Linked DNA regions of Sus scrofa: region 1 is linked to region 2. Evidence: chromatin contacts called from public Hi-C data. All regions are on one chromosome and are shown on one strand. Each heading gives the region's core, a stretch centred on a gene start, on an enhancer-like site or on the middle of the called end of the contact. The rest is flanking DNA. Distances are from core to core; before and after follow the strand shown. Region 1 overlaps LOC102163285 (a long non-coding RNA gene). Region 2 holds the start of CCDC71L (coiled-coil domain-containing protein 71L).

Region 1 (4,103 bases), core at 1,297-3,796, 79 kb after region 2:
TCTTTATTAAAGTAGGGTCACATCTGCCTCTATAATTTCCTCCCATGATTCTATGTAGAATGAGTCTTATCCTATATCCACACATGACAGCCCCTCAGATATCTGAGGGGGGGAGAACATTATGTTTTCCCTAAATCTTTTTATCTAGGCTGTGAGGGAAAAAAAAAGGAAAAAAAATTAAATCACAGAATAATATTTTAACCAGGGTAATGCCTGTCTGATGACAAACAGACACTCTGCATGAAGCAGAATAATGGAACATCAACCACAAGAGCATCTGAAGAAAGCTATTTTCAAATACACTGGGGAAGTGGGGGTAGGAGGAGACTAACCCAGCACAAAAGTGAGAAGGAGATCAAATCTCAGAGAAAAAAAAAAAAAATGAGACAGAAACCACTTAAAACCAGAAGTCCCATGGAAGAGAAATCTTAAAGTTCTCAGAAGATGTCACAGAAGTAGGTCAGGGAGAAACTCAAGAACTCAAATGTGTCAGTGCACTGAAGATTTTTAGATAGGCAATGATAAATGCTGTTTCAGAATCAAGACTTCTTGATGAGATACAGGCCTGGAATACAATGAAGAAAAATGGCTTGTTCAAAGGGAAAATGCTTCATTGAAGGGATAAGATAGTAATACAGTGTTCTATTCCAGGCAAGCGTTACATTTAAAAGAGAATGCATACATTCCTGTGGAAGTTCAAAATCTGAGAGGAGAAGCACTTAAGAGAGAATAAATCCTAGAGTTACCGCTGTAGTGCAGCGGATTAAGGATCCAAAGTTGTCTCCACAGCTGTGAGGCTGTCATCCTTGGCCTGGCACAGCAGGTTAAGGATCCAGCGTTGCCACAACCATGGCGCAGGTCACAGCTGCAGCTGGGATTTGATCCCTCACCTAAGAACTTCCATATGCTGTGGGTGCAGCCAAAAAGAGAGAGAGAGAATAAACCCTGAAATAAAAATATCATCTTTAAGGGACCATAATGTAGATACCCAGGCAAATGAAAGAAATTCGGTTTAAAAAGGCTGACTAGCATTTGTCGGAACTTTATAATTGAAAATGTGTTTTCTCACATTTTCTTTCACTTCTTATACCCTCACAGGAATCCTATCAGATGGGGCATGTGTTATCACCATTCTTCAGAAATTCTGTGTGATTGACTGACCATTTTCAAATCACACAATGCCTGTGCGGTGAGACCCAAGGCTTGAACAGGCGTCTTCTGACTCTAAAGTCTATGTTCTCACTACCTCACCATGCTGGCTTCTAGTACCCACAGCAAAATGACTAAAGCACTGGCCATCTGGACTCTGTTGGATCCTATTCTGTAAACAGCATCATTAACTTCCTACCATCCCCATCAGACATTATCACAACCTGGGTGGCTGAAAGCAAGAGAAACTGATTGTCTTGCGGTTTGGCAGCGAGAAGTCTGACATCAAGGTGCCAGCGTAGCCATGCTCCCTCTGAAGCCTCTAGGGAAGAATCCTAGTCTCTTCCCAGATTCCATGTTTGCTGGCAATCCCTGGCATTCTTTGGCTTTAAACACATTACTCCCATCTCTGTCTCCATCTCCACATGGTGTTCTGCCTGTGTCTAAATTTCCCTCTTCGTAAAGGGACACCAACCATATTGAATTCAGCCTCACCCCACCCTAATCCATTATGACTTCATCTGAACTCGGTTATATCTGCAAAGGTCCCATTTCTAAATAAAGTCACATCCTCAGGTTCCAGGAAATCATAAATTTGGGGAGACACAGTCAAGCCAGTACACAGCAGCATAGATGACTTGTTCTTGGCTTGTATGGCTGACAATACTTCCCTATAAAGGAAAGGAAGAATGCTTTTAAGATATCTCTTCTGGGGAGTTATCCTGTGGCACAGGGCATTAAGGATCTGCTGTTGTCACTGCAGCGACTCGGGTTGCTGCTGTGGCACAGGGTCAGTCCCTGGCCCAGGAACTTTCATAGGCTGTGGGCACAGCCAGAAAAAAAAAAAAAAAAAAGGAAAACGAAAAACTTCTGAATTCCAATTTGAGCAACAAGAAAGAATGAGGCATCAAATGTAGAAACAAGGAAGCATTGGAAGAAAATGGCCTTGATTTTTCACTATAGTGAAAAAGGTAATGGTCTGAGAAAGGGGGCTTCAGAAAAGATAAGTAAAACAGTGCCCGAAGGACTATATTTACAAGAGGAATGTAGACTTTAAAAATGGGACTTCTTTAAAAAAAAAGAATATGTGTATATATATATATATATATATATATATATATATATATATGTATGACTAGGTCACTTTGCTGTACAGCAGAAATGGGCACAACACTGTAAAATGACTATACTTTAATAAAAATTGTTAAAACTTATTACACTGGCATTCCTTTAGCATTATTCAAAATGGATACTGTTGAAGAGAAATATGCTGCCTAGAAAGAAAATCTAATAAGGATCCATGGTCTCTCATAACTGACTGTAAATGATGTTCTGAGCTTGAACTGGAAAAATAAACAACACATAGTAGAGAGGTGGCCTTTGAACAGACAGCTCTCATAGAGGAACTGAAAAAAAGCATTGGATCTGGAATCACAAGACTTCAAGTTCCTATGGCCCAGAGGGTTCTCTGATGAGTTCAAAGAGATATATAGGGGTCAACAGGGTCATGGATTTGATAAAAGAAAGAAAAAAACTCTTTAGAGTACATAATATGAGAAAGTAAAGGGTCAAAATAAACTTGGACTGAGATAAACACTGAAGACAACAAGAAAGCTGTTTTTCTTTTTAATCTCTGTAGCCAGGAAAAGGTGAGAGAAGGAATAGCTATGCTCTATCTCAGGCAACATAAACTTAACAGATAGTAACACAACTAAAGAACTATTCAATTTTCTGCTTTATCGATTTTCTGCATAATCTCCCTCATGGAGAATGAACATCAGTTGTAGAACAAACTTTACTAAGAGAAAATTAAAATGTACAAAAGAAAAATAGATAGTAAAAGAGTCCCCATCCATTCCAAATGAGTGGAATTGGAATTAAAACTTCAGTTAATAACAAAGTCTAGCCCAAAGTATGGAAAGAATTTGCCAGTGAGATCAGACAACTGCCATGGAGAATGAAGACTATAAGAGATGCCCAGTGGCTAGAAAATGTTTCTACTCCCAAAAGGGCAAAAGGGTAAGTTTTATACACAAATTAGTGAGCCTTGTGCAGATTCCAAGCAAAGCTCTAGAATAGATGATTTGTAACTAATACATTGAAAGGAATGAGTATGAATTTGCTCAGAACAAGTCATGTCAATTTAATCTTATTTCCTTTTTAAGATTGGGTTGCCCGAGTGTCAGAGGAAGGCAGGTGCACAGAATGTTCAGGTTTTACCTTACGATTTGCCAGCTCTCATGGTGTGCTCGCCTTATTGTTAAATTGGAGAAATACAGGGCAGGGGTTAAGAAGATGGCTGAATGGATTACTTCACAGTTAGGACACCAGTATCACCAAAAGATGTCATTCAAAGGCTTGGCTTCAACCTTAAGCAGCAACGCCAAGAATTCCTGATTTGCTGACTTCTGTTCAATATAGTAGTTGGAGACCAAAGAATGCAGGCTTATGAATATTTGCATGACAAAAAAACTGGTAGAGTTAAAATATCAGGAGATAATTCAAAAATCTCTTTCTTAAAAAATAAATTTTATTGGAGTATAGTTGACTTAGAAAGTTGTGTTCAAAAATATATCATTATGTAGAAACCAGGACCCAAACAAAGGAGATCTAAGGTATTTGGAAACAATGTAAGGCCCTGCGCTTAAGCCAAAAAAATGAAGAGAATAATATCAACAGCTAACATTTATTGAACTCTTACATGAATTATATCTTCACATGCATTATATTTGTTTAACCTTACAATAACCATATTATAGTTAGAATAATTATAATCATTATAGTCTACAGAAGTCAATGTTCAGAGAAGCTAAATAACTTTTGCAAATTATGCAGTTAGTAAGTAGAAGAGCCAGGTCTCAAATCCAGGTCTGTCTAACCCCAGAGTTTGTGACCCATTTTGCTATTCTCATCAATGCAGGAATGGAGGACAAGTGGCATAGACTTTTTTGAGT
Region 2 (4,634 bases), core at 1,188-3,687:
AAGTCTTGCTGCCACCAATGACCAAAGGCACTTGGATAATCAAGAATTCCACACTGGGCCATATGGTATAAATGCTATTATAAAAGTGTAAAAGAAGGGTCAGTACTGTGTGACTCGCCTGATCAACGATTCCTGTGGTCTTCAGCTGTCAACAAAGACCGGTAACTACAAACATAATTACAAATGGAATTAAGATTTTTTAAAAAGTTAACTCATGGAGCAAAAGTCAACTAATTGTCATAATGTTTATAAGAATAATGGATATTATTCTGGGCATTTCTTGCTATCCAACAACAGAAAGTAAAGAAAGAGATCTATTTTGCCCAAAGTAACTTCAACCAGTTATTTGATACCAAGAAATGCCCCCACCCCTCTAGATGACTAATAGTTCTGAGAATTCTAATGGGTATTCTGTTTATCATTTTAATCACAAAGTTTGAACACATTTATTTCTTCTCTGCTATTTGCAATTTAAAATAGGTTATCCTTCAACTATTCCTGGATTTGTATGTTAGACCAGTACAATGAAGCCAAATCATTTCCAATAGGATTCCATCCATCTCTTTAACCAACACCAGTTCTTTATAACTAATTTTTCTTTATCACAAGCCATGTGGTTTCAATGCACTTTAATTTTTATTTAATTAAAAAGAATCTTAACAAGTCAGCTTTTCCTAAACAGAACTTCATATGAGTTTATACCATTTTATTTAGGAGCTCAGTAAATATAAACATTAAATTTCAATATAAAATCTTTAGGAACACCTCAAAAATGTTCAAACAGTTGTACTTTGCATCTCTTTGTTTGTAATCACTGAGCCCATGGAATTCAAAGCATACAAATCCTTGCACTATTACAGTCATAAGCTTGAATCTCTTAGAAAAATATCCTTGGTCAGAGCTTTGGAATCCGGTTAAAATTAGGAAACGAATGGGATTCAGAATACCCTGAGTACAAAACAGGTTCAATCTTTCGTCCAGAAAGAGGGGTGGCAGTTGCAAAGAAAAATGGGGTGGGGGGAGGATTTGGGGGGAAAGCAAGTAGATTCTGGCTTTATTACACAAACACGAAACCAAATTCCTTTGGAAAAATAACGACTTCTTCAGAGAACTTCCAGACCAGTGAGGTAGAGTCCAAAGGGAGAAAACGGATCTGCCCCTCCAGTCCTGGAGATGTCTCAGTCCGGGGTAAGGAAGCATAGGGCCCTCCCCTGCGGGTCCGGCTGTCTCCTCCTCCGCAGCCCGGGCGCCAGGAGGCAGCGGAGGGCACACCTGTCCCTGAGCCCCAGACGGCGGCGCCGCGAGGCCGGGAAAAGCATCCGGTGACTTCTTTGCCCGTAAAGTGCACGAGGGGACGGGGTCCTGGCCGGATCTGTAAACACTCGACTGACACTTGTCCATCCCTCCAGGCGGAAGCCCCGTCCCTGGCCGGGAAGCCGTCGCGGGCTGCGTTTCACGCCCGGGGCACGGGGAAGCGGCGGAGCCTCACCACGGGTTCCAGGTTCACTCGCAGGACTTGGCTTGCCCGGCGCCGCGCCGCCGCCAGGCTGCGCTCGCCCCACACGTCGCCGCCGACGCGAATGGTGGGAAAGGTGGTCAGCGTCGGGGTGGCCGCCCTCCAGATCTCCTCCAGGGTGCGGCCCCCGAAGCAGGGCCCGGGCGCCGCGGGCTTGGCAGGGCAGCTCTCCTCGGGGGCCGGCAGCGGCGACAGCGGCGGCGGTGGCGGGGGCTTCCTCCGGCGGGCGGCGGGCGCCCGGGCTCCGCGGCGCCTCCTCCTGGCCGCCGCACTCGGTGCTGGCCTGCGTGTCCGGCCGCGGGCAGCGGGGGGTCCCGGGGGGTCGGGGACCAGGGCCCGGCAGGAGGAGTAGCCGTAGACGTCCTTGCTGCGCAGGATATGCGGGGAGAACTGGTGCTTAAGGCTGCAGAGGAAGCTCCAGAGCTCCGCGTCCGAGCTCATGAACTCCGTGCTGCGGGGCATGAACAGCTTGAAGGCGTCGCCCAGCGCCTTGGTGCTGTCGGCCAGCGACAGTTGAGACCGCGAGTATACCACCTTCTCCTCCCGCGCCTCCAGCTCGGGCCCTGCTCCCGCCCTAAAGCCGCCGCCCCGGGCGGCCGCGGCCGGGGCTGCCGGGGGCCGGCGCCGCCGCCTCTTCACGCTGCGCCGCATCGGAGGCCGCTCGCGGCCGCCCGCGTTCGCCGGGTCGCGCCGCCGCCGTCGTCCCCGCCCGCGTTCGGCTCTGCGGCGGCGGCCGCCGCTGGCGCCTCCCCGGCCGGCGCGTCTCTCGTTACTTTTCTCGCCGCCTCCGCCCCTCCCCCTCCGAGGGCGGAGGACGCGGGTGAAGATCCTGCCGCCCGGTACAAGATGGCGGCCGGCGCCCACCCCTGGGCTTTGTCATTGGACGGCGCCTCGCCCCCCTGGTTTCTCTTTCTTCTCCTCTCTTGCCTCCTTTCGCCCTCTGCCTTTCTTTAAATGTGCCCGCCTCAGGCTCCTCCCACTGCAGCCCCGACTCCACCCATTGGGTGCTCTCAGAAGAGGGGCGGGGACTAATGGGGGAGAGGCCAGTTCCTGGAAGATGGTGCTGGAGTGGGTGATGGTGGTGGCCCTTGAACGCGAGTCAACAGTTGGGTGGTTATATGAGGTGGGGGCCCTTGACTAGAGTGAAGGGTGGACATCAGCTCCACCTTGGGGAGAGTCACTCTCAGAGTGAGTGGGTGTGCATTTGTGGATTGAGCTGGGGGGGTCTACCAGTCGGAAATAACAAAGGGAGACCTACCCAAAAGCTGTGGTTTTTATCAGAGAAAGGGAATTTGGGTCTAGGTGTAGAGGGAATGGGCCTTTCACAGTTCCATTCTAAACCTTCATTTGGCTCTTTTGCATGTTCATCAACTCTTCCCACTTTGGACCCAAGCAACACTAGCAATCCAGAATCAAGTAGGCAATATGGACAGTGTAAGTGGCATTGTCTCCCTCTAGACAATGGAACCATCTTCACATTTAAGAGATACTCCACTTAATAGGAAAACAAAGCCTCTTATAGCCATAGAACTAAACACTCTGCTCAAGTTGATCAAAGATCATTTACAACAAAGCCATTCTCCTTACAGAAAATACCATTTTTAAATACAGTTTTTTTCTAAATGAGTACACTTCACTTTTCATTTAGTTTTAATATGTCCCTCTGCAGCACCATCTCTATCATTGAGAAGGAATGCAGCATCACAATCAAAAAGGTTCTGTTGAAGGGAACATTAAGAAGCCATTAACTTTTGTATTTGAGAGGAGGGGATTACGAATGTTTGTAGAGTAGTGGGCAGTTTTTAGTCCTCTTTTCTATCCTCAATATTTAGTTCAGTGTCTGTCAGATAGTGGGCAGTCCACCTTGAGTTTATCAATGAAATACCACTGATAGTTTAAAATGATATGAGAAAGAAGGATATATTGAAATCACTAAGAACAAGGATAATTTTATAGTTTCTATTTTACACTGCAATTTTCTCCTAACTCCATTAAATTTTTAAGGTTAAAAAAAAATCTCCTAATGCTTAGAACTCTGAGGTAGGCATGCAAATTTTACCCTTCAGTGAGCATCATATTTTGCAGTGGAGAACTGATAACAGCAGAGCTTTGTGACTTGCACACAGCTGCTAATGGTTCCCTTGAATTTGAGCTGAAAGATACCTAGTTCAATCTCCTTATTTCACAGATGAGGAAATTTGGTCACACAGAGGTTCAGTAATACCAGTTCTTGATCAGGACTAAGTCTTTGGATTCCTAATCTAGTGATCTTTATATGTCACTGGAGGTTTTTCAAATTGTGCTGCTCAAACAGGTTCAATAGAAAATGCTTTATGCAAGAGTGGGGTGATCAAGGGACAGAGCTGTACCCCTCTATCTGCTTCCACTCCTCCCCAAATTGAACAGTTTTTTAATCTGTCCTATATTGGATTTACAGATGATGTTTTCTTTGAACCAGACTTTGTTTTCATTTCAAAAATTAAAAACATATATATTTTAAAAGTTGCTTCTCTACACCAGAGCACTCTCTCCACACAGTGGGTCTACAGCAAAAACAAAACTTCCTCCCAAGAGACCAGTTCTCAACCTACCAAAATCATGGTAATTCTCTGAAGAGAAAATCATTTTCCTAGGAAAGCATACCCTTATCTCAGAACAAGATTATGGAGCCAATTACCAGCTTCCTAAATCCTTATAAAGAAGTGATATTACAACAACTCTTTATGTCACAATTCGTTCTCTTGGTAATTCTGGGAACACATACTAACATGAAATTTGTATAACTTCCATTGGAATGCCCCTGCAAGATAGACGTAGAAAATCTCACAGAGTAAGCCAGCAGAATGGTAAGGGGACTTTGTAATAAAAGGGTAAAGTAAGGTTCTCATATTATTATTTCCTCCCTTCCATGTTAATCATATTATAAGTACTTAGAGTACATAAATATGGAAACACTTGGGGTCTTTCATCACATCAGTATATACCAGACATCTACACAGACAGAATTGATTTCAATTAAAAGGATAAATCTTTTTATAAGACTTTTTATGCTAAGAAGACATAAGATTTCAACAAATTGCAGAGTATTTGGCAATTCATTTTTATAATACATGCTCAT

Evidence for each region. A called contact is a pair of places that touch in the nucleus more often than the background predicts.
Region 1: a contact with region 2 is called in a Hi-C map of liver, with 4 times the contacts expected there. The contact joins the enhancer-like site here to the promoter of CCDC71L in region 2. A contact is called at or near these places in 1 of 5 promoter capture datasets (liver), 11 of 47 Hi-C or Micro-C datasets (adipocytes, embryonic fibroblasts, fetal liver and 6 more) and 1 of 2 datasets of contacts at active chromatin or transcription factors (alveolar macrophages).

Annotation. Positions count from the first base shown.
Region 1 is chr9:106,621,960-106,626,062 of Sscrofa11.1, forward strand. The region is part of intron 2 of LOC102163285 (a long non-coding RNA gene); the gene reads right to left. Among named protein-coding and RNA genes, the nearest start is that of CCDC71L, 79 kb to the left of the region's middle. Within about 2 kb of position 2,547, at least 3 of the 83 cell types and tissues checked have an H3K27ac peak or open chromatin away from gene starts, as enhancers often do. A contact at or near this core is called in fetal liver and liver, where this site is marked.
Region 2 is chr9:106,542,887-106,547,520 of Sscrofa11.1, forward strand. CCDC71L (coiled-coil domain-containing protein 71L) reads right to left here and starts at 2,438. Exons shown (of 1, transcript XM_021063516.1): 1 at 1-2,438. The coding sequence starts at 2,167. The coding sequence ends at 1,454. All of the region lies in intron 2 of LOC102163285 (a long non-coding RNA gene), which reads right to left.